Regions from separate parts of the Mus musculus genome. Here regions 1, 2, 3, 5, 6 and 7 are each linked to region 4. A link is a contact called in public Hi-C, HiChIP or PLAC-seq and promoter capture Hi-C data. All regions are on one chromosome and are shown on one strand. The core of a region is the stretch at or near the end of the contact, and the rest is flanking DNA. Distances in the headings are between cores, read along the strand shown.

Region 1 (3,608 bases), core at 352-2,851, 1.8 Mb after region 4:
CATTGGTTTCTGTTATTGTGACCAAGACCCCGGAAAGTGCAGCAACCACCACAGACATCTGCATGCCTGACAACAAGACCCTGAAAGGGAGTCTAATCCCTCTGCACCAAGGCTGCAACCAAATCAGGAGCCTTTTCTGGGCCTCCCAGTACAGCACAGAGCAGGGCATACAGGCCGTCTCAATAAAATCTGGTTGGCTAGGTCACTCAGGAAGCCAGTGCGTAAATATTGCCAGAAGTCATTCTAGGTGCAGGGACTACAAAGCGAGCCAATTCCTGCTTTCAAGGATGTCCTACACACACCTTAGACACAACAAATGGAAAATGGAGAGTCACACACACCCCCTGTCTTCTCACCCAACTCGTGGGTCATCTCACACCTCCCTGGCCCAAAACAACGGGACGTGTTTATCCTTCTGGCTTCAGTCTGTTAGGATGGCAACAGCCTGTAGTTCTGAGTAGTTAGACAAAAAGAGTAGGAGGAAGAGAAGGATGGCAGACAACCAGACACCAGACCTTGATGCCAGGTGTAGGATTCTAGATGAATTGGCTGCTATCCTAAGTTACCTTCCTTGGACCTAAATTAGTTAGTCTTTTCCTTTCTCAGAAGGTAGCCTGTTTATGATAACACAAAGGAAATATATATATATCTCCATCGTCTCGGCCAGGGATGTCATGCAAAACTTCAAACACTTTGATCCCACAGCTAGGAAGCACAAAACAGGGGCCTGAATGAAGTTTCCACACCCCTACACTCCTATCTCTAAAACAGCCGTTAGGAGAGTTTTGTGTGGAGGATGAATTCTGGGAGGCAGGGCTGTGAAGGAAGGGTCAAGTGTCAGCTATGACCTGGGGGATGACAGAGGTCTCACTACCCTCCCCAGGGATAAAGCTGCTGTTGTTCGAATTCTCTCATGTCCTTTCCTAAGGTGCTCTATCTTTTTAGTAAACAAATTCAGCCCGGCGATCCTGTGAAGTCATTACCATTCCTTCATTTCACAAGTAAAATTGGGGCTCCGAGGGATTATATATACTGCAGGCTTTCTAGCTCGGAATCTTCACTGCTATTCAAGGTTTAAGCCACTGAGCTAAAGAATGGGCTAATGGTTACTGAAGCAATGGGTTGAAGAAGCCTGGGTTCAGGGCCGAGGGCCACCAGGTGGCGCGGTGGAGGTGCAGTGTGTGCCCCACCATCACCACCACCACCTCCTCTGTCATGGGTGGGACGCACCTGAACCTGGTGGGGCGCGCCCCGGGAAGTAGACTAGCAGGGTGGGGCAGGGAGCAGCTCTAGTCCTTGGCTCTGAGTAGGCGCGGAGCGCCGCTTTAGTTAAGTCGCTTGGACCGCGGGAGCCTCTCGAACAGTCACGCCTCCACCAGGAGACTGCGGGGCTGCATCAGCTCTTCTGCTCTGCGCTCCCCAGCGTACAATTTATTAGGGAGCTTCAAGGGATAGAATAGAAACGACCAGTTCAGCCAGGAGGTGGGGCCGGCCCCACCTGTCGCCAGCGGAGAGAGGGGCGGGAGGGGGAGGGGCTTGTCTCCTAGGGACCACCCCCCCTCCTGGTCCCCAAGCCCCGGGCACGCGACGAGATATAAAGCAGTCGGGAAACAATGCGCCTGCAGATCGCGCTCCCGCGTCGATCCCGGGAGCGTCCTGGCTGCCGTGTGCGAGCGAGGCGGGGGGCGCGCGCACGGGGGGCGCGCTCGTGAGTGCGGGGCCGCGCGCTCGGTGGCGCGCATGTGTGTGTGTGCGGGCTGCCGGGCTTCCCCGAGCCGGCGGGGAGCCGCTCCGCTCCAGGTGGCGGGCGGCGGGAGCGAGGTGAGGCTGCGGGTGGCCCGGGCAGGGGTCCCCAGGGGACTGGCGGGCTGCAAGGCTGCAGACTGCCTTCGAGACAGCGCGCCCCCGCCCGGCCCTGCTGTGCCCCCGGAGCTGAGCTCCGGGCGGTGCTGGCAAAGTTTGCTTTGAACTCGCTCCCCTCAGCCTGGTCGGCCCGTTGCGAGCTGCCCTGAGCGAGCTGACCCCAGGCCAGGCTTCCCAGGAGCAGGGACCAGGGCGCGGGCTGCAAGCTGGTGGGCCTGGGGAGAGACCAGAGCCCCGCAGCCAGCTGCAGCGAGGGACTCGGAGCCGCCTCTTCCCTCGGCGGGCACCGCAGTCAGCTCGTCTCCCCCTTCCCTCCCGCAGGGAGCGGACATGGACTTCGACTCGTATCAGCACTATTTCTACGACTATGACTGCGGAGAGGATTTCTACCGCTCCACGGCGCCCAGCGAGGACATCTGGAAGAAATTCGAGCTGGTGCCGTCGCCCCCCACGTCGCCGCCCTGGGGCTCCGGTCCCGGCGCCGTGGACCCAGCCTCTGGGATTAATCCCGGGGAGCCGTGGCCTGGAGGGGGTGCCGGGGACGAGGCGGAATCTCGGGGCCATTCGAAAGCCTGGGGCAGGAATTATGCTTCCATCATTCGCCGTGACTGCATGTGGAGCGGCTTCTCCGCCCGAGAACGGCTGGAGAGAGTGGTGAGCGACAGGCTGGCCCCAGGCGCGCCCCGGGGGAACCCGCCCAAAGCGCCCGCTACCCCGGACGGCACTCCTAGTCTGGAAGCCAGTAACCCGGCGCCCGCCACCCAATGTCAGCTGGGCGAGCCCAAGACTCAGGCCTGCTCCGGGTCCGAGAGCCCCAGCGATTCTGGTAAGGACCACCCGGGGGCTAGCTAAGAGGGAGGCACCCCTTGGGTGGCCAGAGCTCTATCTACCGCTGTTTGAAATCAGGCATTAGATCTTAAACCTTCCCATCACCTCCCCATTTTCTGACTGAAGCTGTCGGTGTAGCCCCCAGCTGTGTCTGTCTGGCACGTGGGTGTGTTGGTAAACAGTTTGGAGAAGTGGGGAGGGAGCCAGCGTCCCTCTGATGGTGATTGGAGCCCCAGGGGACCAGGGCGACTTGGTGAGGGTTGGCGCTTAGAGAGGACAATACTCGGGTTGGACTGTAGGGGATTTCTGTCCTTGGGAGGTTGAAAGGGTTCCCTTAAGAGTCACTCCAAGCTTGAAGCTTTTTTGTTGCTGCCTCTTTCCCTGGGAAACTCACACTTCCCTAAGGGAGAAAAGACTGAGATACCTTTTGAGCAGAACCAAAAGCCTTCCTCCACTCGAAAACCTCCATCTCCCGCCTGCTGCACTTTAAATTGCTAATTCTCTTCTCTTACCCCAGTCCCAGTCCTTACTACTTCCCATCACTAGTGACTAGTGAGACAGGTGGAGGGAGAGTAAACGCTCCTCTTAACAGATGGGAAAACTGAGGATTAGAGACAGGAAATCAGTCAAGTGAGCCCCAGCCTCCTGCTGTCTAGTCGCTTCTTTTCCCAACTCCTTTCCCTGTCTTTCTTGGTGTTTAGAGGGTCTTCCTCATAGCTTGTTTGAGAAGAGCTACACGATGCCTGTTGATTTGGCCTTAGGAAGGTATCCAATCTCCCGCCCAATACATCTGTGGGCTTCGGCTGCTCTTCTACATTCAACATTCCTGCTCGGTCCCATCTCTGGTATTGAGATAATGGTCGTAGCGCCCCAGGCCTCCCTCCATACTGATGAAGAGCAGTCTTCACTGAGCTCAG
Region 2 (3,784 bases), core at 449-2,948, 1.9 Mb after region 4:
TTCTAAAACCTGTAAGGAGATTCAGTTTTATCCTGAGACAAATTCTGAGCTAAGAAAAAGCCCCCACACAACAGTGCCAACTAGAAAGTCAGTAGAACATTTCTTGCATATGTTTCTGCTGTAGCCCAGACTGACCTTAAACTCTATCCTCCCGCTGCAGCCTCTGAATTGCTAGGTTTACAGGCATGTGCCACCGTGGCCATCAACTACTCTACTGGTTTTTAGGGGGTGGGGAGATTCCCCAGACTCAGAGTTTAAAGATCTTGCTATTCCCACCCTGTCTCTCTCCTCTCTGCCCCTCTGCCTCTCTGTGTGTGTCTCTGCCCCTCTGCCTCTCTGTGTGTGTCTCTGTGTGTGTCTCTGCCCCTCTGCCTCTCTGTGTGTGTCTCTGTGTGTGTCTCTGCCCCTCTGCCCCTCTGTGTGTGTCTCTGTGTGTGTCTCTGCCCCTCTGTGTGTGTCTCTGTGTGATTAGTGCTGGGAACTGAAACCAAAGCCTCATATGGTGGGCAAGAATTCTACTAGAACTTAAGAATGTAAATTTAGAACTGGAATGTGACTTTAATTCTTTCCCTATCGGAGGGTAATGAGCGTTAAAGACACTCAAATGACCCACCTGTTTCATAGTCCAGAGGAATTTGAATATCTGTGATGTCTCCAAAGGGGATAAATGCAGCATGAAGAACCTTGTCGTCCACCTCTTCTGCCAGCCCGCCTGCAAATGAGCCAAGGACCTTCTGAGCCGCTGTCCTACACACTCAGAGGTCCCTGCACACCAGGGACTTTGCCTGTCACTGGTATGACAGGCAAAGGGAGGGATCTTTCCATCCAGTCCTTTGTCTACACAAACATCTCTCTCTACAGCCTACCCACACTACTTTCCTTTCTTCAATCTCCTTTTAAACAGTTCTGATTCGATCTCCAACTCTTGTGAAAGCTTTGTAACTGACCTCTCTGCCTCAATTCCTTCCTCCAACCGCCCCCCCCCAACCAAATATAAGTGGAAATGAATCCATCGGTTCTCTTAGACTTCAAAGTCTTAAATGTCACTGTCCTCAAGATAAAGTGAGAGCTCCTTGGTAGTGTACACAGGGTTATCATCCGACTCTCGCCGATCTCTCTTGTATCTTCCATTTTGTTTTCCCCAATTTCCCTGAGTTTCTCGAAAAATGACCCAGCTGCCCCTAGGCGCCAGGCTCTTTTACGCCTTTGAGCTTCGGCTCCGGTGCAGCGAACAGCTTTGCCTCTACTCTGACTCTTTGCCCAACTCCTGCTCAACTTCTGCGTCCCGGCAACAGAAAGTTTGCCCTCACCCAAGTTCCTGTCATCATTGTTAGTCCCTATTACAACGCTAGGGTGTGTAGGTTATTTCCCACTTTCTCCTAGATAGTCTGGTAACTCCTCCTTTAGGGCAGAGATCCAGCCATTCCGCACTGAATGTTTGTAAAACGAATGGGCGGGAGGGATTTGGAAGCCCAAAATTCTTGTCACTCGTCGGGGTTCCTGTGCGCTTAGTGGACTAGGAAGGTCGCCGGAATTGTCCTTCCATCTCGGGCTCACACCCTCAGGCCCAGCAAGCCCTCCATAGACCCCGGCTGCTTTCCCCCTTTCCCACATTGCTCAGACTAAGTCTAGCTCCCGCGCCTGCTCACCCACGTACAGCACACGCTTGGTGGTGGCCATCTTGCTCGCGCCCGTTTCCGCCGGAAGCCGGCACTCGGCCGGCCCCCTCGCCGTCGCCCCTCCCCTTAGGTCGGGGCGGGTCTTTGTGCGGCTGCAGGCTCCGCCCCTTCTTGGCTGTAGCTCCCAGAGCTGGAAGGAAACAAACCTTGGTCTGATCAACCTAGATATTAACGGCAATTGAACCATTACCAACACACTATGGTCCGGGCTGTCCAGGCAGCTGTTTTTGGCCAATTCGGGAGCCAAGAACGGTTTTTACACTTTGAACCGGGGTGAGGCGAAGGATCGACAATATTTCTTGAGAGATGAAAATTATATGAAATTAAAATTTCAATATCACGAAGTTTAATTGTTAGAGTATAGCCACATCCGTTCCTTTTCTATTGTCTGGCTGCTTTCATGTTACAAAGGGAAGAGACCTGTTCCTCCCACGGCCATTGATATTTTACCATCTGGCCCTTTGGGCAAAGTGTTTGCTATACTCTTGTTCTAACGTAATATTTAAATTTATAGGTTCTCAATAGCAGTACAAAACAGTAGGATCACATTTGTTTGCTTGTTAGAGTATCCCACTATGCCTTCCAGATCTCAGCCTCCCCAGTGCTGAAATCCCAATTGAATACCACCAACCTACCTCAAATAGAAATTTAACAAGTTTTATTTTATGTATTTATTTTGAGACTGGATCTTCCTATGTAGTCCTGAATATCTTGGAATTCACTATGTAAACCAGGCTGACCTTGAACTTACAGAGATCTCTTCCTGAGGGTTGGGACTAAAAGCATATACCACCACAGGAAGCTTTGCTGTATTGTTAAAGGGCTCTAGCAGGCCCAAGCTTGGTAAGCACAGGTGTGGCAGGCCTTGTCCTTCTCCCCATTCCCTCTGCCTTGCTAATAAACAAACAAACAAACAGGGTTATATTCCTAAAGCTAGCCGTAGGCCAAATAAGGTCTATTCCCTTATTTGGCCTCCTCCTGAGGATGATCACCAAGGTCCAGCTATCAAAGTATTAAAGTTCAACAATTGTATTAGTCAGGGTTCTCTAGAGTCACAGAACTGTGGGTAGTCTCTATATAGTAAAGGAATTTAATCTTAATCTTTGATCTCCCTGTCTTAATCTTCTGAAATCCATAGCCACTATGCCTCAAGATCTCCATACTGAGATCCAGGTCAGAAACTTCTATCTCTCAGCCTCCAGATTAGGGTCACTGATGAGCCTTCCAATTCTGGATTGTAGTTCATTCCAGATATAGTCAAGTTGACAACCAGAAATAGCCACTACAACAGTCAAATCCCCCCTTGGCCTACCCTAATTAATACGGTCAACCAAAACATGACCACCACATCCTAGCCATTCTATCACAGATTCCCCTCTTTTTCCTCTTAAAAAAACATCACACCCACAAGGTCATTTGCTGCTGCTGTCTGCCTGAGCGGAGAACAGTCACTTTCCCCTGCTCAGTAAAGGATCTCTCTATGGAAATAGGTGTTTGAGTGTGGTTTGTGCCTAACCCAGTGTTCAAGAGGGAACACTGTGTGCGGGTCCCTTCAGTTACGGTGCTGGAGATCAGACGTAGAGCTGAAGACCATTCCTCGGCAAATATTCTACCACTGATCCATATCCTCAGCTACTGTAGGCAGAGCATTTAGATTTTCCTGAGGTAACTTTTATAAACTTTGTTATTCAAATGTGTGTGTATACGCATACTTGTGGAAGCCAGAGGACAACTTGATGGAGTAGATTCTCTCCTCCTACCAGATCAGGTCCCAGGTTTGCAAGGCAAGCGCTGTTACCAGCTGAGCCACCTCACAGCCCCTTGAGGAGACTTTTAAGATGGAAGCTGAGCTGAGAGGCAGGAGCATAATGAGGTGGAAATGGAGGACACATGTTCAGGCAGGAGAGATGGGTAGAGGCCACCTCATGTCAGGGCCTGCAAGCTTTGTGAAAAACTTGGGGATTTTGAGAAGCTATCATGGGGTGATAGCAAGGAAGTTACATGGTCACATTTACACTGATCTTTTCCCACTTTTTAATTTTTGATATTATATTTTAAATATAACATTTTTCTCCTTTCCTCCCCCAAAGCCCTCCCGTAATCCT
Region 3 (3,564 bases), core at 399-2,898, 1.8 Mb after region 4:
TGGGGGTGGGGGTCTCAGCGGCCCCATGCTGAGGCACCTCCTCCTGCTGCATCATGCCACCACATTACAAAACATATCAGACTACTCGTGGCTTTACCTAGGAGCTAGACCGAAGCAGTCTCAGAGAAAAAGCACTTATGCCCCCGCCCCCATCCCAAGTGCTGACTGAACCCAGAGCCTCATGCTGACTAAGCAAATGCTCTACCACTAAACCTGCATCCTCAGACCCCTTAAACTGCCCAACTAGCTAGAGGTTAGCAGAAGGGGTATTTAAGCATCTTTACACGTTATTGAAAGATTCTCTGCCCTTAGGCTTTTGCTCTTACTTATTTAGGGAGGCAGATGGGATTGTACAATTATAATAACACAAACTGTTTAACAAATGGTGGTTGTTATGTGCCAGTGCATTTGAAGCAAGCACTTTCCAGACATTATTTCACCTTTTCCTTATGGCAATCCTTGGAAGAATGGAAAGATAAAATTGCTGAGGTTAAGAGGTGAAGTAAGGGTCTGAAGTGTGCTCAGCTCAGTGCTAGAGTGTATATTCAGCACCCAGGGGGGGCCTGGGTTCAGTCTTCAGACAAAGAGAAAAAAAAATGCTGCTAATGGAATTAATTCTGATGAGAATTAATCAGCTCTCAGCTGATAAGTCTGAGAGCTGGAATTTGAATCTAGGTTCATCGGGTTCCATAACCATTCTTTCTTAATTTTAAACTTCAGTGTGTGTGGTGTGTGTGTGTGTGTGTGTGTGTGTGTGTGTGTGTGTGTGTGTACAGAGGTCAGCATCAGCTCTCTCCTTCCACATGCGGATCCTGGAGATTGAACTCAGGTCATCAGATCTGGCTGCCAGCAACTTTACATGTTAAACCATCTCTCTGGATTCTTAAAGCCATTTCTCAAAGTGGTGTGTGGAATCTTGAAGTCTGGCCATCCTTGATTCTGATTTTTCTTTCCCTCACTTGTATCTGCTTTACCCTTTGATTTTCTTCTGCTTCCTCTTCTAATTTTTGGGTTGTCATTCACTTGCTTGTTCTTTTGCTTTTAAGCCTATCTCTTGACTGCTTTATGCCAACGCAGAGCTTTGTCCTGCTTTCTGATTGTGTCTAAATGAGTGTGGAATTCAAACATTAGAGCCATGCTCTTGACTGAGAATTGGACAGATCTGATTTTGAAGAATGACTGAGAATCGGACACTCTCTGAGCTTATTAAATCCAACGCTAAGGTAGGCAAGTCGTTTCTCTGTCCATTTAATCATTGGTGGGTGCCTGTGCTAGGCACAGGAGACTCAGCAATGAACTAGTCAGAATGTGCTTCTTGTCTTTGTGAAATTAACAGCCTGTGGTAGAACTCAGACAATAAACCAGAGGCCAGTTATACAGTTTTATTCTTGAATTAATGCTATGAGGAAAAAGAATTGGGTGCCTGGACGCAATGTAGACAGAAATATTTTAGATGGGCTGCCATCTCTCCTTTGAGAAAGCAAGTCGGTGGGCTAATCTCAGCTAGTCGAAGGCAGTTACGTCATGGGCCTCCTAAGCTTGGTACCTTTGTCCCACAGTTTCCTCCTTTCCACCCTCCCCGCGTTCTGAGCCGGAGATCCGCGCCGGCGCACTGACTGTTGCCATGGGGACAGCTGCTTCGGCGCATGCTCAGATGCCTTCAAGATGGCGGCTGCGGCTGCTGCACGAGCAGTTCCTGTGAGCTCTGGATTCCGAGGCCTGCGGCGAACACTGCCACTTGTAGTGATTCTCGGGGCTACTGGGACTGGCAAGTCCACCCTGGCTCTGCAGTTAGGCCAGCGGCTCGGCGGCGAGATCGTCAGCGCCGACTCCATGCAGGTATGGCAGCGTGCTTGGCCCGGGGGCCTGGGAACCCTGGAGGTCGCGTGCGGGCCTCTGGACTAGGGGACACCCTGTCGCGTGGCTGTAGTGGGTGAACCTCGAGGCGTATGGGGATCCAGATGAAAGGAACCCACACCTGCTAGGTACCCATTCCAATGGCAGACAGTGTCCATTGTGTCCTGTGATCGCTAAGTAACTTCTCAGGCCATTACTCTTTCGTAGATAGTACCAACAGTTTCATTTATGGATAAAAATGTTGGGGGCTGGGGAGGTGAAGTGACCTTGTGCGTGGCACATTGCAAATAAATGGAGGAGAGATAGTGGAACGTTTAAGGTTGACATCCGGTGAATTTCAGTAAGTTAATTATTCCCAAATTTTGCCATAATTCTAATTCTAGCCCAAGGTAAGTCAGATGCCACCTGTGAGTGTCTTCTTGGGCACTAGAGCAGTCAGAGGCAGCCACTGGCTTCGTGACTTCAGATCAACAGTGCCCTTTACTTGAATATTATATTTGTAAAGTGGAGGAAATGTCATTTGCCCCACAATCACAAGGCTAAAGTATTTAATAAGTGAGACATTGGAGTGTTACAGTGGAGAGAGGGAGGCCAGCTCGAAGGTCAGACATTGTGGTAAATATTGGCTGAACCTGAGGGCTTTTTTGTTTATTTGTTTTTGTTTTTTAATCCTTTTGTCCTCTTTGCGAGAGGACTTTCGGGGATGTAGGAGCATTTGAGCTAGAGAGTAGGTGACATTTTGGGTGAATGTGAGAAGAATTACAACAGCTGTTAGGCATGTTCAAAGGTGTCGAACATATACAACCAGTCGCAGAACTCATGGTTAGTAACCTAAAATTAGTAATTAATTCTTTGCCCCACTTTACCTCATAAGGCTCCTGACATTGTTTCTACCCTCATAATTTATTTTTCCATGATAAGATCATCAGCTTATACTAAAAGGTAAGGTAATGTAACAAATAGTTGTTTGCAGCCTGCTTTGTGCCAGCTTAGGGAGATAAAGAGTTTAGCTTGAACTGAATCTCAGCCAGATTTTTTTTCCCCCAACTTTTTGCTACATGAACAAAGATACCTTTGTTCCTTTGCTAAAATAGGAAGAATATAAAAAACAACCTTGTGATCATTAAATGAAATATATGTGAAGCACTTATTACAAGTGTTTAAAAAATATGTTAACAGTGAAAACTATGGTGACTGTGTGTGTGTGTGTATATGTACATTAGACCAAACTCCTTATATTGGGGAATGTTAGTCTGGCTAAACATAGAGTAAGACAGAGCTAATAAGTGAACAGAGCTACTTATAGAGCATTTTCAGGTGGGCGGGTTCAGAAGATCAGAAGAGACTACAAGTGCTGGATTTCGTGATAGACTATTAAATTTGGTAGAATTCTTGAGAAGGGAGAAATCAATGAATGTCATGGAAAGTCTCTAAAGAAGTGCCTAGGCTGGGGAGACCCTGACCCTGACCTCTCTGGCCTCTACATACATGTCTGTATGTACACACACACACACAAATACAAATTGAAAAACAAATAGGTCAGTATGAATTATAAAAGAAGAGCTTAAAATTGGGCAAAGTGTCATACGCTGTGATCTTCACTCTTTTTGGAAGCTGAGGCAAGAGGACAACCTTGGGTGTCACTACTTAGGTGCAGCTCACCATTTTGTCTGTTTCTGAGAATCCCAATCTGTTTTGAGAAGGACA
Region 4 (4,075 bases), core at 481-2,980:
TCTGTCATTCTCACTAGGCTGTCCCATGAAGTCTCCTTACACCCTCTGCGTGACATTTTTTTCTCATCACTACCAAAACTGCACTAATTAATTCTGTCATTTCTTTTTGGGGGGTGGTATGAAATGTCTATTTGAGAGAGGAATATCACACTGTAAGCCTAGCCTGGGAGTCCATTATAATGCCCAAGACGCCCTTCAACTTCCATAAGTCTTCCTGGCACCATTCTAAGGGTTGGAAAAAATCTGTGGAATACATGCCTGCCCTAAATAAGAGTGATCATTATTAGTAGACAATAATGAGAATGCTGACGATTGTGCACACAAGAACTGACATGATCTAATGTATAGAAAATATTAGCAGAGAAAAATTCCAAATAGACGAAGTTCTGGGTCAAAGAGTGGGATACAAATGAACTCAACAGAGACAACTAATTCTGCCCAGGACCAACAAAGCAGATTGCTCACTACTCCAACTACAACTTTCTAACTCCACAATCTTTTCAGCACTCAATTGCTCATTAAGAGTCCACGTACCAACATACCTCGATTATTTTCTATTCTCTAAGGTACTCCAAATGAGGAGCAAAGGGATGGCAGAAACCTGATAGTCTAAGTACCAGATGCAGAAACAATGACGGCAAGCATTTACACTTGGAAGACACTCGAAAACATAGAAAAAAAACTGCAACGTGGTCACGGAGACCAAACTTAAAATCACATCTGTCAGCATGTAGCCCCACAGATTGGGACCCGCACAGAAACGATCAATCACCCGACTGCCAAAGAGGCCATTCTCTATATCTCTCTCCCGACCTCTTCCACTCAGACTAATCTCCATTACAGAGCTACCAGGCTCCATTCCTAGTAGTACAACCAGCAGATGAATACAAAACAGGTCAAAGAATGGCATAAACATATCTTTTCACACCCGCCCACAGTGGCAAAAACAAACAAACAAACAAACACCCCACAAAAACCAATCAACCGGCTCAGTATTCCCTAATCAGAAAGCTCCAGACGCCATCCAAGACCAACCGTCGTATCTTAGGGAAGCCAAAAGATGTGACTTTAAAGATAAGTCTCTGGTCAGAGCCCACCTCTCCTGATTGTTCAGAAAAACAAGGTTTTTCAGTTTGGAGATCAGCACACCACTCAAAAAAAAAAGCATCTCCCTGCAGGAACTGGCAATCGATCCCTCAGGGGGGCAGTGGCGCTCCAACCACCCGGCCAGGACCCAGGCAACAGCGACAGGGCACAGCCCTTGCAGGGAGCTCTCTGGGCTCAGGACCGCCCAGCGCAATCCGCCCGGGCAGTGACTGAAGTCGGGTTACGGCAGAGCTGGGCCTGCCCGGCCCGGGGGCGCGGCGAGATACGGGGGTGGCGTTTTTCCCCGCGAAGCCCCCGGCTGTTGAGGCGGATCCCGAGTCTCTTCTCCCGGCCTCCCCGCCCCTCCACCCTCGGCCATCTAGTCCACCCCTCACCTGGCAGAAGCTCCGGCAGTAGCTCAAAGATGAGACCTCGGACACCTCCTGCTCCCTCAGCTCGGTCTCCAGCTGCCAGAGACACGGTCGTAGGCCCGGCGCTCCCGACGCCGGAGATGCAGGGCGATGACCCCGAGCCATGGACTCAGTCTCGACTTCGGCTCCCGCCACCGCCGGAGCCTCAGCCCCAGCCCCGGCCCCGGCGGCGGCCGTGGCGTCTCCCTTTCCGTCCGCCATCTTCCCACGGCCCAGCAGCGCGTAGGCAACCAAACCACGTGACTCCGCCTGGCCCCGCCCCCAATCGCCCGTGTTAGTGACGCACCCCCCTGGCGACGCTGGCGCCAACTTTATCCGTCACTAGGACGCCGAATGTTGGTCCTCTCAGAAGTCTCCACCGCAACCGCCCTAGCAACAGCCTAGCAACGGCGAGATTCTAGCGGCCCTGGGTTCTACAGGCCCTTCAGAGTCGAGGAGCGCAAAGGGCCTAGAGACAATGGAGATATGAGAGAGATGTCTGCGGAGCAGCGAACCGAAGAGCAAGGGAAAGGCAGCCCAGAAAGAAGCTCGGAGAAAAGCATCCCCGGTTGGAGGAAAATAAAGATTGTTAGGCCGACCTGAAAACAAACTGAAGGGAATTTGGTTTAAAATGGGAATGGCATTACTAGTCGCTGGAAAAAGGATTGGTCAAAATATATGGCGTTGAGACGATTCTACTAAAAAGGGGGGGGGGGGGACTTTTAAAAAGTTGTTTTCAAGACAAGGATTCCCTGTGTAGGACTAGCTGTCCTGTAACTCACATTGCAGATCAGGCTGGCCTCAAACTTAAAAGTTCACCTGCCTCTGCCTCCCAAGTGCTGCGACTGGAGGTGTGCAGAGACAGGCTGGATCTCTGTGGGTTAGAAGCCAGACTGGTATATAGAGCGAGTTCCAGGACAGCCAAGGCAAAGCCACTGTAATCCAGCACTTGAGAGACTGAGACAGGAGGATCATGAGTTCCAGGTATTAGTGGGAGGGGACAAGAAAGAAATGCAAAGAAGAACAGAGAAGAAAAGGGAGAATGGCAAAATGGTGTGGCTGGAGCCCAGTAGATGAAGTGGTGAAAACAAGAAAAAAATATGTATATATGTGTGTGTGTATATGTATATGTGTGTGTGTGTGTGTGTATATACACATACATTATATATATATATATATATGTATATATATATATATACATATATATATATATATATATATAAAATCCAGAACATAAGATGTTTGGTCTAGTATACAAATGAGGGATACCCTCACTTCAACTGGAGGAACTCTATAAACAATGGGTCTAGATGAAGGTAAATGTATAATTTGATAATGGGAGATTTGAGAGTTATGACCTAAATGTTGCTTTCCCCTCCATGAAATATGAGCCATTGTGCTGATTGGTCAGTTGTTTGTGACTTTAATACAAAACCAGAGTCACTTGGGAGGAGGGAACCTCAACTGAGAGGTGCCTCCATCCCACTGATCCCTGTAGGCATGTCCATGACATGTTTTGTTTGTTGACTGACGTGGGATGGCCCAGCCCACTGTGGGTGGTATTACCCCTGGGCAGATGGTACTGGGAGGGATAAGCAAGGGACAGCATCTGAGCATAGAAGCAAATCAGTGAGAAGCGTTTTCCCCACAGTTCCTGCCTCTGCTCCTGCTTGAGTTACTGCTATGGCATCTGTACTGGCTAATTTTGTGTCAACTTGACACAGGCTGGAGCTATCACAGAGAAAGGAGCTTCAGTTGGGGAAATGCTTCCATGAGACCCAGCTGCAAAGCATTTTCTCAATTAGTGATCAAGGGGGGAGGTCCCCTTATGGGTGGTGCCATCTCTGGGCTGGTAGTCTTGGTTCTATAAGAGAACAGGCTGAGTAAGCCAGGGGAAGCAAGCCAGTAAGTAACATCCCTCCATGGCCTCTGCATCTGCATCTGCATCTGCATCTGCATCTGCATCTGCTCCTGCTCCTGCTCCCTGACCTGCTTGAGGTCCAGTCGTGACTTCTTTCAGTGATGAACAGCAATGTGGAAATGTAAGCTGAATAAACCCTTTCCTCCCCAACTGCTTCTTGGTCATGTTTGTGCAGGAATAGATCCCTCAATGATCACCTGGGACTGGGACATGTAAGCCACACAAACCCTTTCTTCTCCAAGTCAATTTTGGATATTGAATGGATCACAGCAATAAAAGGACAATCATCAAGCTTCTTAGGGGGAAAAAGCCTTGTTCAAGTTGTTACAAAGTGAGAAAGGAGAGAATGCATACTAGATAAGATACAGGGAGACTCTAGGGCACTGTTGAATGGTCAAGATGTTTCTTAAAAATTGTCTGTCTGTCTATCTATCTATCTATCTATCTAGTCTATCTTTCTGTTCTTCTGTCCATCCATCCATCCATCCATCCATCCATCCATCTATCCATTTATCTATTATCTATTTTTACCTCCCTGAGACTCAGTGCCCATCTGTTTTGATAATTAACTCTCCCAAGGTACAGTTAGCTTGACCAAGGAGTTTATCAGAACTGACCTCTAGAGGAATTTGTTTTTAAGACAACAGACTTTGGGCCT
Region 5 (3,848 bases), core at 1,300-3,799, 1.7 Mb after region 4:
CGGAGCCATGGTTACCCAGTCTCCCACTCTCTCATCCAGACAGGGCGAATTCTTTGGATGCCAGGCTGCCAGCCAAGGCTTCTCAAAGTACACACAGTAGCCCTGCTTCACCCAAACTAGCCCTTTCCATCAGAGACCCCCTAGTCCCAGGACACTAACATCTGCCTGCACCTTCAGGTTTCCCCTAGCCATCAGCAGCAAGCTGCTGCTCCTCAGGTGAAGGTGAGATACAGTTCTTCCATCAACCTAGCAACAGCAACACCCACTAAACCCTGAGCCAAGCCAGCTGACTGTCTTCCAGCCAGGGACATGGTGTGCCAGTCTCTTCTAAGAACAGCGTCACTAGCGGGTCCCATTCTCCCTCAGCCACTGCCCTATTCCGCCAGGCTCTCTATTGCTCCTGCCAGGCAAGGAAGAGTTGCCAGCTGTGGTTCCTGGGGCAGGTAGACCGCGCCCCCCCCCCTCCCGCACACTTCCTAAAGCCTTACTTCCCATCCACTGTGACCCTGAGTGGCAGCCAAGGAATGTGTCCTGGTCTTGTTTTACCACTGGGGAAAACTGAATGACCCTACCAAGAGCCCATCAGTTCCCTCTGGCTACCAAAGGAGCCCGAGGAGCTCCTGTTACTCACCTTAGCCACATCCAATAGGTAGATCTGCAGGAAGAATCCCAGTGCGCAGCCGGTCAACTGGTACGGGGCCCCTCCAACTGCATAGCAAAGCTTGTTGCAAATGGACAGTTGCTGCTTCTTTTTTGGTTCCTTCTGGGAAGAGAAGGAAAGAATGAAAATAAGCCCAGGATTCTGGCCACCAACCTAGAACGTGCCAGAGGCACAGACATTTATTTCTCCAGCCAACTCGGCCAAGAGGAACAGTTCTACCTTGCCCAGTTCCCACCTAGGGAAATCTCACTTCCCCAACCCCACAGGAAGTTGCCCTTAAACCCAGACTTATCCCTCCACCCCCAGACTCTGAGGAAATCTATCACCTTCCATCTTTAAAGATCTCCCAGATCAGGTGTAGTGGCACCAACACTTGGGAGGCAGAGCCCAGCAGATCTGTAAAGTCTGAGGCCAACCTGGTCTACAGAGCTAATTCCAGGTCAGCCAGGGATACAAAGAGAAACCTGTCTCAAATAAGTAAGAAAATAAATGAATAAATAAATAAATAAATAAATAAAATCTTCTCCCAGGCCCTCAGCTCCTTTCCAAGTTACCCAGAAAGAGCATGCGGTAGCAATGGGCCTGTCCCTACCTGGCACTAGCTGCCACAACCTGAAAATCCTCTTGCTGCCAAAAGTTCCCTGAGCCCAGCCCAGGCTCCCTCCCTGACGCCCCGCAGCAGCTAGGATCCACCTGCGTCCTGGATGAGTGCACCAGAAGGGGGGGGGGCGCCCAGCCCGCTGCATCCTCAGCTGTTCTTTCAATCTGTCCCAAAGTTCCCGGGCCCCTGTAGGGAGTCTTCAGCTCCAGGCAAACCCTTGAGCAGTCCTACCATCCATCTGCCTAACACGCACCCTTTCCAGCTCCTAGGGGACCTTGGAGAGGGGTAAAAAGGGCTCCAGGTGCAGGGCTCAGCCCTCTCCGGGTGGAGCACTAGGGGAGGCTGAGGTTGCCCAGGGAAAGTAGAGATTACTCATACATGGTAACAGCATAATTGCTTACTCGTTTCTTCCAAGAACAGTTAATAAAATTAAAAGGAAAAGTTAAGCACCTCCCAATTAGCTATATTGTGAGAGATTCCTTTCCTGGGGCCGCATGGTTTCATGGTGTGGTTAAATAGATCCAAAGAGTTAGAACGGATCGGAGAGAGAGGATGTCGAGACACGCGGAGCTCTGTGCATGTGAACCCTCAGTCACACAAACGCTTTCGGTATGCGGCTCCTTTAAGAGCAAAGCCCTTGTTCTTATGAATGAACTTGAGTGGCCCTCCTCAGAGTTAAAGCACGAGAGTGGGGGGTGGTGAGAGATGGAGAACCAAAGGGACTCTCAGACTTCTGGGGTCTCTTCAGGTCTAGGGAGAGAAACTAGTGTGGCTCAGCACAGTAGAACCTAGAGCGCTGGGGAGAGCCCCACGCCGCGTAGAGTTGCCGGCGCCTCTCTTGGCGCAAACCCATTGTAGGGGTGTGCAAAGGGGCTTCAGACTTTCTCCATCACTCCCGGTCCCAGAGCACTCCTTGCTTTTTTCAAGCTTCGCTGTACCCTGTTACCGCCAAGTGTCCCAAGGCCAGACCTAGTCTCCGACGCCCCTATACCCACATCCCGGCCGGCCCACCACCCCTTGCCCTCCTCTCGGGACCTCACCTTCACCTGGACCGGCCGTTCACTGGCTTGGAGGATGCTGGTGGGGAGCAGCCCCGCCGCGGAACCGCTCTCGGCGCCTTCTCCTTTGGCCATGACCCGCGGGCCACGCCGCGTGGGACCGGGACGCCGGGATGCTCTTGTGTTCTGCCGGCCGGCACTCGCCTGTGGCTCCGATCCTAGGCGCAGCCCCAGCCACTACTACGTTCGCTAGCACTTAGCAAACCAGGAACGCCGGCGATGAAAACTCCCTAGCACGTCCCCTCCGCGCCTCTTAAAGGTTCGGGCCTGCGCCTCCAGCCAATCCCTGCACGCGCCTGCCCATCTCGGCTGGCGGAGCCTCGCTGCTCAGCCACGTTCTCAAAGCCGGCAACCCACACCGCGTGCTCCTAACTACCTAAGCAAAGCTGAGAAACCCACCTGACTCGCCCGAGGAAACTGAAGTCCCAGGCTGAAAGTGACCTGTCCGAGGTCCCCCAGAGTGAGTTTTCCCTGAGTAGAGCCTGTGGCCCTTGACTTCTGAATCCCCATCAGCTCCTTTTAAAATCCGGAGTCAGGTGGCTTCTCCCCTCCCCCAAACCTGAGGCCATGGGCTGTAACTTTCATTATCAATGTCCCTCGTGTCTCAAGATCGACAATTTCCTCTTCCTCCCTTTGAAAAGTAGGGGCCTTTTTCAATGGGACAGAAAAATTACCAAGTCCAGTGGCTACCGCTTCCAGGCAGGGGAACTCGCAAGTTCTAAGAAGGAGCCATGGCCACAGCAGCCGTTTATGGGTAGCTTTCTAACAGGCTTAACATGACCTCACTGGGTGCTTATGAACGCCATCTGAGGGTGGTACTATTATTATCCCCATTTTACAACCCAGGAAAGGGGGACACAAGAAGAACAGCTGTTGCGACACAGACAGGCCAGAAAGGTTTTGTCCAGTTCCAAAGTCTTTACTCATAACTCTCCTGCTCTGCCCCTCAGCATAAATTACAGAAGGCTGAGCTATGTCTGTGCTCCCAGACAGGAAGCCCTGGGAGATACAAGACGCCAGCAGCCCTCTGTGTCGAAAAGAAAAGAAAAGAAAAGAAAAGAAAAGAAAAGAAAAGAAAAGAAAAGAAAAGAAAAGAAAAGAAAAGAGAGAAGAGAAAAGAAAAGCTTTGAGAAAGAGCATGCAGAGGAATGTGGTCCTTGAAAGAAGGGAGGACCGTCATCATCTAAACAGAGGCCAGGCATAGGTGCCAGCAGAGAACGGTCTTTGCTGCCTTTCCTTCCACCTCTGCTAATGGCACTCCAGCCTTCACAGATCCCCAGGAGCCTGGGTCAAGTCCAGCTCTCCCTCTTCAGTGAAGTTACTGCTTAGACTCTCAGAGACCGCTCACACAGGACCTGTGTTTCTCAGTGTCAAGCTTTTTTTTTTTCCCCTCCTCTTAGTTCAGATTGCAGGGAAGAGCTATTGAGATCTGACTCCTCCACAATGGCCACAGCACCCTTGTGTGCCCTGGCACATCACTGTCCAGAAACAAGCCAAGGGAAATAGTGAAGACTGTAAGAAGGCCTGT
Region 6 (3,504 bases), core at 399-2,898, 1.9 Mb after region 4:
TCCACTTCAGGAAAAACACTCCTTCATGTGTTTAACCCAGCGAAAACACCATCCAACACTTTCCAGAGAACCCTTAAGGTTCCACTGCAAGCCAGTTTTAAATATTTGAGAAGTACAATGGCAAAGCATCATTGAGTACAGCAAATGGGGTCATGTTTTGTGTGGTAACTAATGTACAAGGCTGAGAGTTTAGCTCAGTGTTTGGGCATTCATTTAGCCTGTAGAAGGCTCTGGTTGCAATCCCCAGTACTGCAACGCAACACACACACACACACACACACACACACACACACACACACGAGAGAGAGAGAGAGAGAGAGAGAGAGAGAGAGAGAGAGAGAGAGAGCTCTACCCGCCTCCAGCATCAGCACCTAAGTCCATCCTCATTTCAACCTATCCTTGCCTTCAGTATCTTTGTTCTGTCTCACCTAGCCATTTTCAATGGTTAGTTGGCATATCCATTGTCTTTATGGGACTTTGAAATAGTATGGAAATTGACCTGTTGATTCGGTTATAAGACTAGTGTGTGCTTGAGGCACAACTGAAAGATTGCATTAAGGATTTAATTGACATTTAAATCTTTGAGGGGCTGGAGAGATGGCTCAGTGGTTAAGAGCACTGACTGCTCTTTCAGAGGTCCTGAGTTCAATTCCCAACAACCACACGATGGCTCACAACCATCCGTAATGGATTCTGATGCCCTCTTCTGGTGTGTCTGAAGACAGCGACAGTGTAGTCACAAACATCAAATAAATAAATAAATCTTTTTTTTTTTTTTAAACCGTTTAGGGGATCACATCAAGATGATTTTGGTGGTGTGATTTATTTGGAATATTATTTTGAATCCACGCTAAAGAATTCATAGTTGGTCAAAACCCTTATGTAGCGCACTGTCTGTTAAGCCCTTTAACGCATATCCCTCTTGGTAGCCTCTCCAGCAGCCAACCACCCAGTGCCTGAAGCTTTCTAGTTCCATTGTTGTGCGGCCTGAGGGAAGGTGTTTAAGCTCTGTGTGCCTGGGTTTCCCTCCCGGATACTCCAGAGTCAATCTGAGGTTGGATTAGCCAGCAGTGTGGTCTGTCTGGGCCTGGCAGAGAATAGCTTGGCGCACAGAACCAGCGCTCATCGGTGAAGGAGGCGTCTTCCCCGGACAGCGGGGAAGGCACCTAGCAGACAGGAGCGGCGGAGTCCGGGCCCTGGCAGCTTCTGGCGACAGAATGTGCCCCACCCTCGAGGCATGGTTGGCATCCGCCCCGCCCCGACGGCCAGTCCAATGGGCGCTTCCGGAGACATGTGGGGCCCACCCCAGCTCCCGGACTTGGGCGCTCTCCCAACTCTAAGCAATTCGCTCCAAGGTGCAGGTGTCTGCTTCAGAGACACCGACGTCTCCGCGCGGAGCCCGGAGTGTGCCCAGGCAGATGGATGGGGGCCCAGGACACCCATGATGGCTTCTCCCCGACCGGTGATACCTACCTCCGGGTCCCACTCGCTCCCTCCACCCCCACCTTTAGTAGTAGCGGTACAGACACCCTGTAGACGTGTGTCCGCGCTCGGGCCCGCCCCAGAGCCCCCATTGGTTGAGTTCACTAAGGGGAGGAGCCGAGGAAGCGCTCCGGGTTCTAGTCCCCGAAAGTCGGTCCTGCTCCGGACACTCGCTATTCCCTACCGCGCGGGCCCACGTTGCTCTGCGGGACCTACAGGCTGGGCTGCTGCCTGCGGAGCGCGTGGAGCGCAGTCGTCTTAGAGCTGCCCGCGACAGGTGCGAACTCGGGATCCGCGGCGCTGTCCCATCCTTGTCGTCGAGGCGTCGCTGGATGCGAGTCCGCTAAACGTCCGAGATGGCTGCGCGTCCGGGACTCCTATGGCTACTGGGCCTGGCTCTGTGCGTGTTGGGCGGCGGTCACCTCTCGCATCCCCCGCACGTCTTTCCCCAGCGTCGACTAGGAGTACGCGAGCCCCGCGACATGCAGCGCGAGATTCGGGAGGTGCTGGGGCTGCCGGGGCGGCCCCGATCCCGAGCACCGGTCGGGGCTGCCCAGCAGCCAGCGTCTGCGCCCCTCTTTATGTTGGACCTGTACCGTGCCATGACGGATGACAGTGGCGGTGGGACCCCGCAGCCTCACTTGGACCGTGCTGACCTGATTATGAGCTTTGTCAACATAGGTGAGTGTGCAGAGGGACCCAGGGTGTCCGCAGTCTCCACGTGGAGAGCGCATGGCTTCCTGTCTTGGAGGGACTATTCTAGCCATCTGACTGGGGATAGGCCTCTAGGAGCGTGAGGACCCTGCTTAGGGAATCGCTATGTGGCAGACTCATCACCCGGGAAGCAAGGACTACAGGGGTCAGGACTGGAAGGTCTGAGTGCTAGCGCAGGTTCCCCAGGCCTTGTCTCACCATGATGCCTAGGAGTAGTTATCTGGTGATGCCCAGGTCCCCTAGGTGGCACCGGAAGTCAGTCCTGGGGAGACTGATGAGTAAATGATGCTGTCACTGTGATAAAAGCAGCCCTGAAGAGAGGGACAAAGTTCAGTGTGGAAACCTGTGGTCATATCAAAGTGACCAGAGCTGACCCTCACGCCCGGATGGCGGGCTCTTTCTGTGTAGTAGGAACTGGTGGGTGGGGTGCAGTGTCAGGAGGTGGAGTGGACAGACTCAGACATGACTGTAGTCCTGTGGGCCTGGGCCCTAGCAGCTGGACCTTGGCCTGGCACGGAGAGTGTTCAGGCCAGTGAGTGACCCAAGGGGCAGCTGTGAGTCCATTCTCCCGAAGCGTGGCTCCTCCTTTCTCCAGGGACCTGTAGACATCAGGACCACTTTCTCCTACGAGTCTTAAAGGTCTTTTCCCCAAAACTTTTATCTGTAGCCATAAGCATTTACTGTTGGTTCAGTCCCTACCTGCTTTGCTCCTGTCTGTAACAGACAGCCTGGGGCTAGGACTGGGTACCAGGACTTGAGCTGAGAGCAGGGCAAGCAAGGAAGGGCCTTGGCATGGCCACCAGCCTCTGTACCCGAGGAGCTGCTCGCCCTCCCAGCAGGCACAGTCTCTTATTTCCCAGGCAAGGTGAGGAAAGCAGTGGCCGCCTGGAAACTACCTGATAAGGCCCGGGCTGCGTGGGTCTGCATCCAGTGCTCAGTTTTGTGACATTCCCTCCAGGGGAAGGAGAACTTTCCAGACTGTAAGCAGAGTGTGGGGGTGGGTAGCGGCAGGCCACCTTAAGGTAGGAAAAGGACAACCAAACCTCTGCTCTCTGCTCTACTGGTGGCTAAGGTGAGGTGGGGGTGGGAGTGGGGGAGGGGTCTGGGGGAGGGGGTGGGGGTGGAGCACAGTGAAGGACAAGAAGGTTCTCTGGCAGCACTGAGAGCCCATGGCTAAGAGGGGCTGCAGCCAGTGGGATCTCGATACAACCAACATTTCTGCTTAAAGACCAGGCTTGCGTCCTTAGGACACACTACATGTGGGACTTGAAACTGGCTCTCCATCCTCAGGACAGGCTGACCTATAGT
Region 7 (3,547 bases), core at 154-2,653, 1.8 Mb after region 4:
ACAAGTAACTAAGAGATATGCCCGGAAACAGAACCGATGGGTTAAAAACCGCTTTTTGAGCAGTAAGTCCCACTTTTCTTCTCATCTTCTGGATCCTTTTTAACAGAGTATTGATCTGTCCTAAGAATTGGACCCCAAGGTCTTTTGCATAGATGGTTATTGGGGGTGTTTTCTAATGATGTCTCAGGGGGAAAAAGAGAAACAATTTAAGTTTCCATTGAAGATGTGTCTTCACCCTGGAACAGATGGTGGTGGCTACAACAGATTGTAAGAGCAGCATAGCAATGTGTGAGCAGACTAGGTGTTCAGATCTGATTCTGTCTTCAGTTTTGTACCTGAAGAGCAGGCAGAAAGCTGCAGGGAACTTTCCCAGTTAAAGTGGGGCCTGGGTCTGGTGATCTTTACTAAAAAGAGCAAAATGAAATGTTTCTCCTTGCTTTATTTTTGTGATCATATACATGGTACTTGACTTGCTTCAAAGGAAACTTTAATGGGATAGAACGTTTTTAGGGGAGGAAGGTTTCAAGACAGTGTTTCCCTGTATAACATCTCTGGCTGTCCTGGAACTTGATGTATAGACCAGGCTGGCCTTGGACTCACAGTGATCCACCTGCCTCTGCCTCCCAAGTCCTGGGATTAAAGGTGTGCGCCACCACGTCCAGACTTGGACAGAGCTTTAAGGGAGAGAGAAGGAAAGTCTCATACTGTGTCTTTGGCACTAAATTTAGTGCTATATATAGTTGAAGTGAGGCTTCAAGGTGAAGGTAATTGTTTTACAGATAAGAACATGAAGACCTTCACCCCTGGCTAGTAGGCAAGAGAGCCCAAACACAGGCCTGACTCTTAAGTGTAGGCTCATGTTTCATTAAGCTATGCCCTTGGCTACCCGGCATTCATATCGGCCCTCAGGTCCCCAGTGGTATGCTTATGAGCTAAAAGGAGATTAATTTAAGTGTAGTGAAACTCCACTTTTATCTTGTGGACACTTTGGAAATACACTTCTGAATCATCTCCAGTTTACTTTTTGCCAGTAGAGTTCTGCTTTCAGTTATAGGTTAGGCCAGCTGAAGCCTCTGCCCCTGGCCTTTGGTGCCTTTGACCATGTACACCTTAGTGTATGGTGTCACTTCCTTCAGTTTACCCTTTGCCTCCTGTCTTGATACATAGATGGGTCCCATCTTAGTTTCAGCTGAACTTGATGTTCACAGATCTCAAGTACTTCCCTTCCCATGTCTGACAGTAAGTCTGAAACAGAAGCTTTTTGTAATGATTTAGAAGTTCCTCTTGTTGTAAGGCAATAGTAACTCCGGTCTCTGAGGCTGGAGGGGTTAATGGCACCTCATTCTGTGCAGGCTCAATCCTGGTGCCAGAGTGAAAGGCACAGCTGCCCTGTAAGTCAGGAGCCACATTTGATTGGCCAGGACTAGTCTGCTGGGATATGGCCTGGCAGAGAGCCAGAGGGACTTCCCCACCCCAGCTTGGCCTTGGACCCAAGCCAGAAATAGCAGCTGGGAGCCGAGAACTTGTTGAAAGGTGCTTAGACAGGGCACAGAAGCCCAACAAAGGACTTAGAGGAGAAAGGGAAATGTAGAGTGGCCTAGAAACAGGTGCAGAGCTTGACTAAGGCCAGGTGTGCTGTGGGTGCTGCCTGCGCTCTCCTGGTCTCACCTTTCCATGTGGCGGCAGGTGTAGGCCAGTCCGGTCTATGGAGAATCTTATTTGTGGTTGGCACACTCAAAAGGCCAGCACCTGCCAGCCGTTGGCATCTTGATGCCTTTGATATTTTTTTGTCTATGGGACAATGCTTCTTGCCTTCAGGTAACTAACTTCACCTAGCTGTGGAAGGCAGTCTAGTGTGGCTGTGGAATGCAGAGGCGAACTGTAGCTAAAGTATTACAGCACGGTTGATGTGCTCAGATGCGTGGGGTCTTTTCCTTCTCCCTCCAGTCTCATGTCTGTTCGGAAGTATTTACCGCAGAGTGGGCTTTCATCCTTTATATATGGTTCTTAAAAAAGGTGTTCGGAAACCTGGTGTTGTACTACATGGCTGTAATCCCATCACTTAGAAGGTAGAGAGGCAGGAGGGTCTGGGCTCTAAGACCTAACTCAGGTGCATAGTGAGTTTGAGGATAGTCAGGGCTGGGCCACATGACTCTCTGACACTCCTCCCCAAGAGCATGGAGGGCAGGGTGAGATTTAACTAGATCAGCCCCAAGGCTAATAGAGTAGGCACTTACTCAAACCTCTTAGCTTAGTTCCTCCTATAAAGTACTGTCTTTGTATCACAGTAGCCCACCTAGTACTCACCAGAGCTGTTACTCCGTTTTGATTTCCTTACGGATCGAAGACTCTGCACCTAAGTCCCTGTTTACATGGTCATTCGTGTTTCCTGCCTGTGAGTCAGGCTATGGGTCTTTGAGGTTGTGGCTCATATTTATAGTAGAATCATAGCATAGTCAGAGTGTCACTCCTTTGGCCCCGTGCATTCTGCTTGAGGGTTTTAAGAGTCTTAGAAACAGAAGAGATTGGAACTTGTAGGCCAGACTTTCACAACTTTTCTTTGTCGTCATTAGGACCTGGGCCCAGTGTCCCCCCGGTATATGGCTTAGAAGTATCTGATGTTTCCAAGTGGGAGGAGTCTGTTCTGGAACCTGCTCTCAATATAGTACAAAGTTTCATCCAGGTGACTATTAAGGAGGCATGGCCTATGATCAGGTTTGCAGAGTCTTGTCTTTTACTGGCACTTTTGCAGCTATTTTGGCGAGCCAAATGCCTTTTCAATGGGATAAAGCAGCAGGGCTTACTGCTGTTACATCTCTGGAGCCTGTTTTTGCTTTCACATTTAGAAAGGTTGTTGCTAAAATCTGTTAACAGCCCACCTGCTCTCTGGGGGATGAAAAAGGAATCTTGGGAAAATCCCATTCTCTTTAACATCAAAGACTTGTCCCCAAATCTCTTTGCATTGAGTGCCCCTGCCTGTTTTTCTCTTAGGGTCACAAACCTACAGCCATGCCAGTGAAGATGGCATACAATGAAAGTGAGAACAAGAGAAGTTACCACATGTGTGACCTCTGTGACCGGATCATCATTGGGGACCGGGAATGGGCAGGTAGAGTGCAGATGAGGGGCTGTGTGGAGGGTCATGGGAAATATATTTGGGTGGGTGGGGGTGTCACACTTTCTAAAACTTCGTCTTTAATAATTGAATGCTGGAATCAGCTTTGTAACAGGACAGATTCCTGAGAACCTTTCCCAGACTAGGGCATTACCTCTGTAGCCTGACATGCAGAAGACCGTTGTCCTCCAGATGCAGCTAGAATAGGAATATTCTATTGAGAGAAGTTTGTTGGCCTTTCCTGTGTAGAACTTAGTTGTGGGACAGAGAAATAAAGTTATTTTAGGCAACTCCTGCAAGCTAGTTTGGAGCGGAAGCACAGCTGGAAGGGAGCAGGCATCATGGGTTCCTCAGGCCCAGAGGTCTTTCAGCCTCTCTAGATAACTTGTTGAACTGGTGATGGCTCAGACTGTGACAGAAGATGGGAAGAAG

Evidence for each region. Promoter capture Hi-C pulls out the DNA fragments that hold promoters and counts their contacts. A called contact is a pair of places that touch in the nucleus more often than the background predicts. HiChIP or PLAC-seq counts read pairs in DNA pulled down with a chosen protein or histone mark.
Region 1: an H3K27ac HiChIP or PLAC-seq map of trophoblast stem cells shows a contact between it and region 4, with 19 times the contacts expected there. The contact joins the promoter of Mycl here to the promoter of Rlf in region 4. A contact is called at or near these places in 9 of 39 promoter capture datasets (the 3T3-L1 cell line, the HPC-7 cell line, cranial neural crest and 6 more), 8 of 115 datasets of contacts at active chromatin or transcription factors (embryonic forebrain, embryonic stem cells, epiblast stem cells and 3 more) and 2 of 9 other capture datasets (adipose tissue and liver).
Region 2: a promoter capture Hi-C map of pre-B cells shows a contact between it and region 4, with 11 times the contacts expected there. The contact joins the promoter of Ppie here to the promoter of Rlf in region 4. A contact is called at or near these places in 11 of 39 promoter capture datasets (the 3T3-L1 cell line, 3T3-L1-derived adipocytes, the C10 cell line and 7 more), 8 of 115 datasets of contacts at active chromatin or transcription factors (the SCID.adh cell line, embryonic stem cells, epiblast stem cells and 5 more) and 2 of 9 other capture datasets (adipose tissue and liver).
Region 3: a Hi-C map of B cells shows a contact between it and region 4, with 8 read pairs. The contact joins the promoter of Trit1 here to the promoter of Rlf in region 4. A contact is called at or near these places in 12 of 39 promoter capture datasets (the 3T3-L1 cell line, the C10 cell line, cranial neural crest and 7 more), 2 of 484 Hi-C or Micro-C datasets (B cells and muscle stem cells) and 13 of 115 datasets of contacts at active chromatin or transcription factors (the NIH/3T3 cell line, astrocytes, bone marrow-derived macrophages and 7 more).
Region 5: a promoter capture Hi-C map of pre-B cells shows a contact between it and region 4, with 8 times the contacts expected there. The contact joins the promoter of Mfsd2a here to the promoter of Rlf in region 4. A contact is called at or near these places in 8 of 39 promoter capture datasets (the 3T3-L1 cell line, cranial neural crest, frontonasal cranial neural crest and 5 more), 1 of 15 datasets of contacts at CTCF or cohesin (the NIH/3T3 cell line), 1 of 484 Hi-C or Micro-C datasets (B cells), 7 of 115 datasets of contacts at active chromatin or transcription factors (the NIH/3T3 cell line, astrocytes, embryonic forebrain and 4 more) and 2 of 9 other capture datasets (adipose tissue and embryonic stem cells).
Region 6: a contact with region 4 is called in an H3K27ac HiChIP or PLAC-seq map of trophoblast stem cells, with 6 times the contacts expected there. The contact joins the promoter of Bmp8b here to the promoter of Rlf in region 4. A contact is called at or near these places in 4 of 39 promoter capture datasets (cranial neural crest, maxillary cranial neural crest, pre-B cells and 1 more) and 7 of 115 datasets of contacts at active chromatin or transcription factors (embryonic stem cells, epiblast stem cells, forebrain and 3 more).
Region 7: a promoter capture Hi-C map of hippocampal neurons shows a contact between it and region 4, with 6 times the contacts expected there. The contact joins the enhancer-like site here to the promoter of Rlf in region 4. A contact is called at or near these places in 7 of 39 promoter capture datasets (the 3T3-L1 cell line, cranial neural crest, frontonasal cranial neural crest and 4 more) and 3 of 115 datasets of contacts at active chromatin or transcription factors (embryonic stem cells, epiblast stem cells and large pre-B cells).

The regions. Positions count from the first base shown.
Region 1 is chr4:122,994,330-122,997,937 of GRCm38.p6, forward strand. It overlaps Mycl (v-myc avian myelocytomatosis viral oncogene lung carcinoma derived), which reads left to right and starts at 1,602. Exons shown (of 3, transcript NM_001303121.1): 1 at 1,602-1,821; 2 at 2,185-2,689. The coding sequence starts at 1,741.
Region 2 is chr4:123,138,253-123,142,036 of GRCm38.p6, forward strand. It overlaps Ppie (peptidylprolyl isomerase E (cyclophilin E)), which reads right to left and starts at 1,699. Exons shown (of 10, transcript NM_019489.6): 1 at 1,650-1,699; 2 at 614-712. The coding sequence starts at 1,680.
Region 3 is chr4:123,014,945-123,018,508 of GRCm38.p6, forward strand. Trit1 (tRNA isopentenyltransferase 1) reads left to right here and starts at 1,649. Exons shown (of 11, transcript NM_025873.3): 1 at 1,649-1,839. The coding sequence starts at 1,666.
Region 4 is chr4:121,213,354-121,217,428 of GRCm38.p6, forward strand. Rlf (rearranged L-myc fusion sequence) reads right to left here and starts at 1,731. Exons shown (of 8, transcript NM_001346660.1): 1 at 1,482-1,731. The coding sequence starts at 1,718.
Region 5 is chr4:122,958,639-122,962,486 of GRCm38.p6, forward strand. It overlaps Mfsd2a (major facilitator superfamily domain containing 2A), which reads right to left and starts at 2,550. Exons shown (of 14, transcript NM_029662.2): 1 at 2,303-2,550; 2 at 632-763. The coding sequence starts at 2,395.
Region 6 is chr4:123,103,513-123,107,016 of GRCm38.p6, forward strand. It overlaps Bmp8b (bone morphogenetic protein 8b), which reads left to right and starts at 1,649. Exons shown (of 7, transcript NM_007559.5): 1 at 1,649-2,163. The coding sequence starts at 1,839.
Region 7 is chr4:123,049,493-123,053,039 of GRCm38.p6, forward strand. It overlaps Trit1 (tRNA isopentenyltransferase 1), which reads left to right. Exons shown (of 11, transcript NM_025873.3): 8 at 1-62; 9 at 2,574-2,683; 10 at 2,992-3,109. Among named protein-coding and RNA genes, the nearest start is that of Gm46868, 30 kb to the right of the region's middle. Within about 2 kb of position 1,404, at least 147 of the 459 cell types and tissues checked have an H3K27ac peak or open chromatin away from gene starts, as enhancers often do. A contact at or near this core is called in hippocampal neurons, where this site is marked.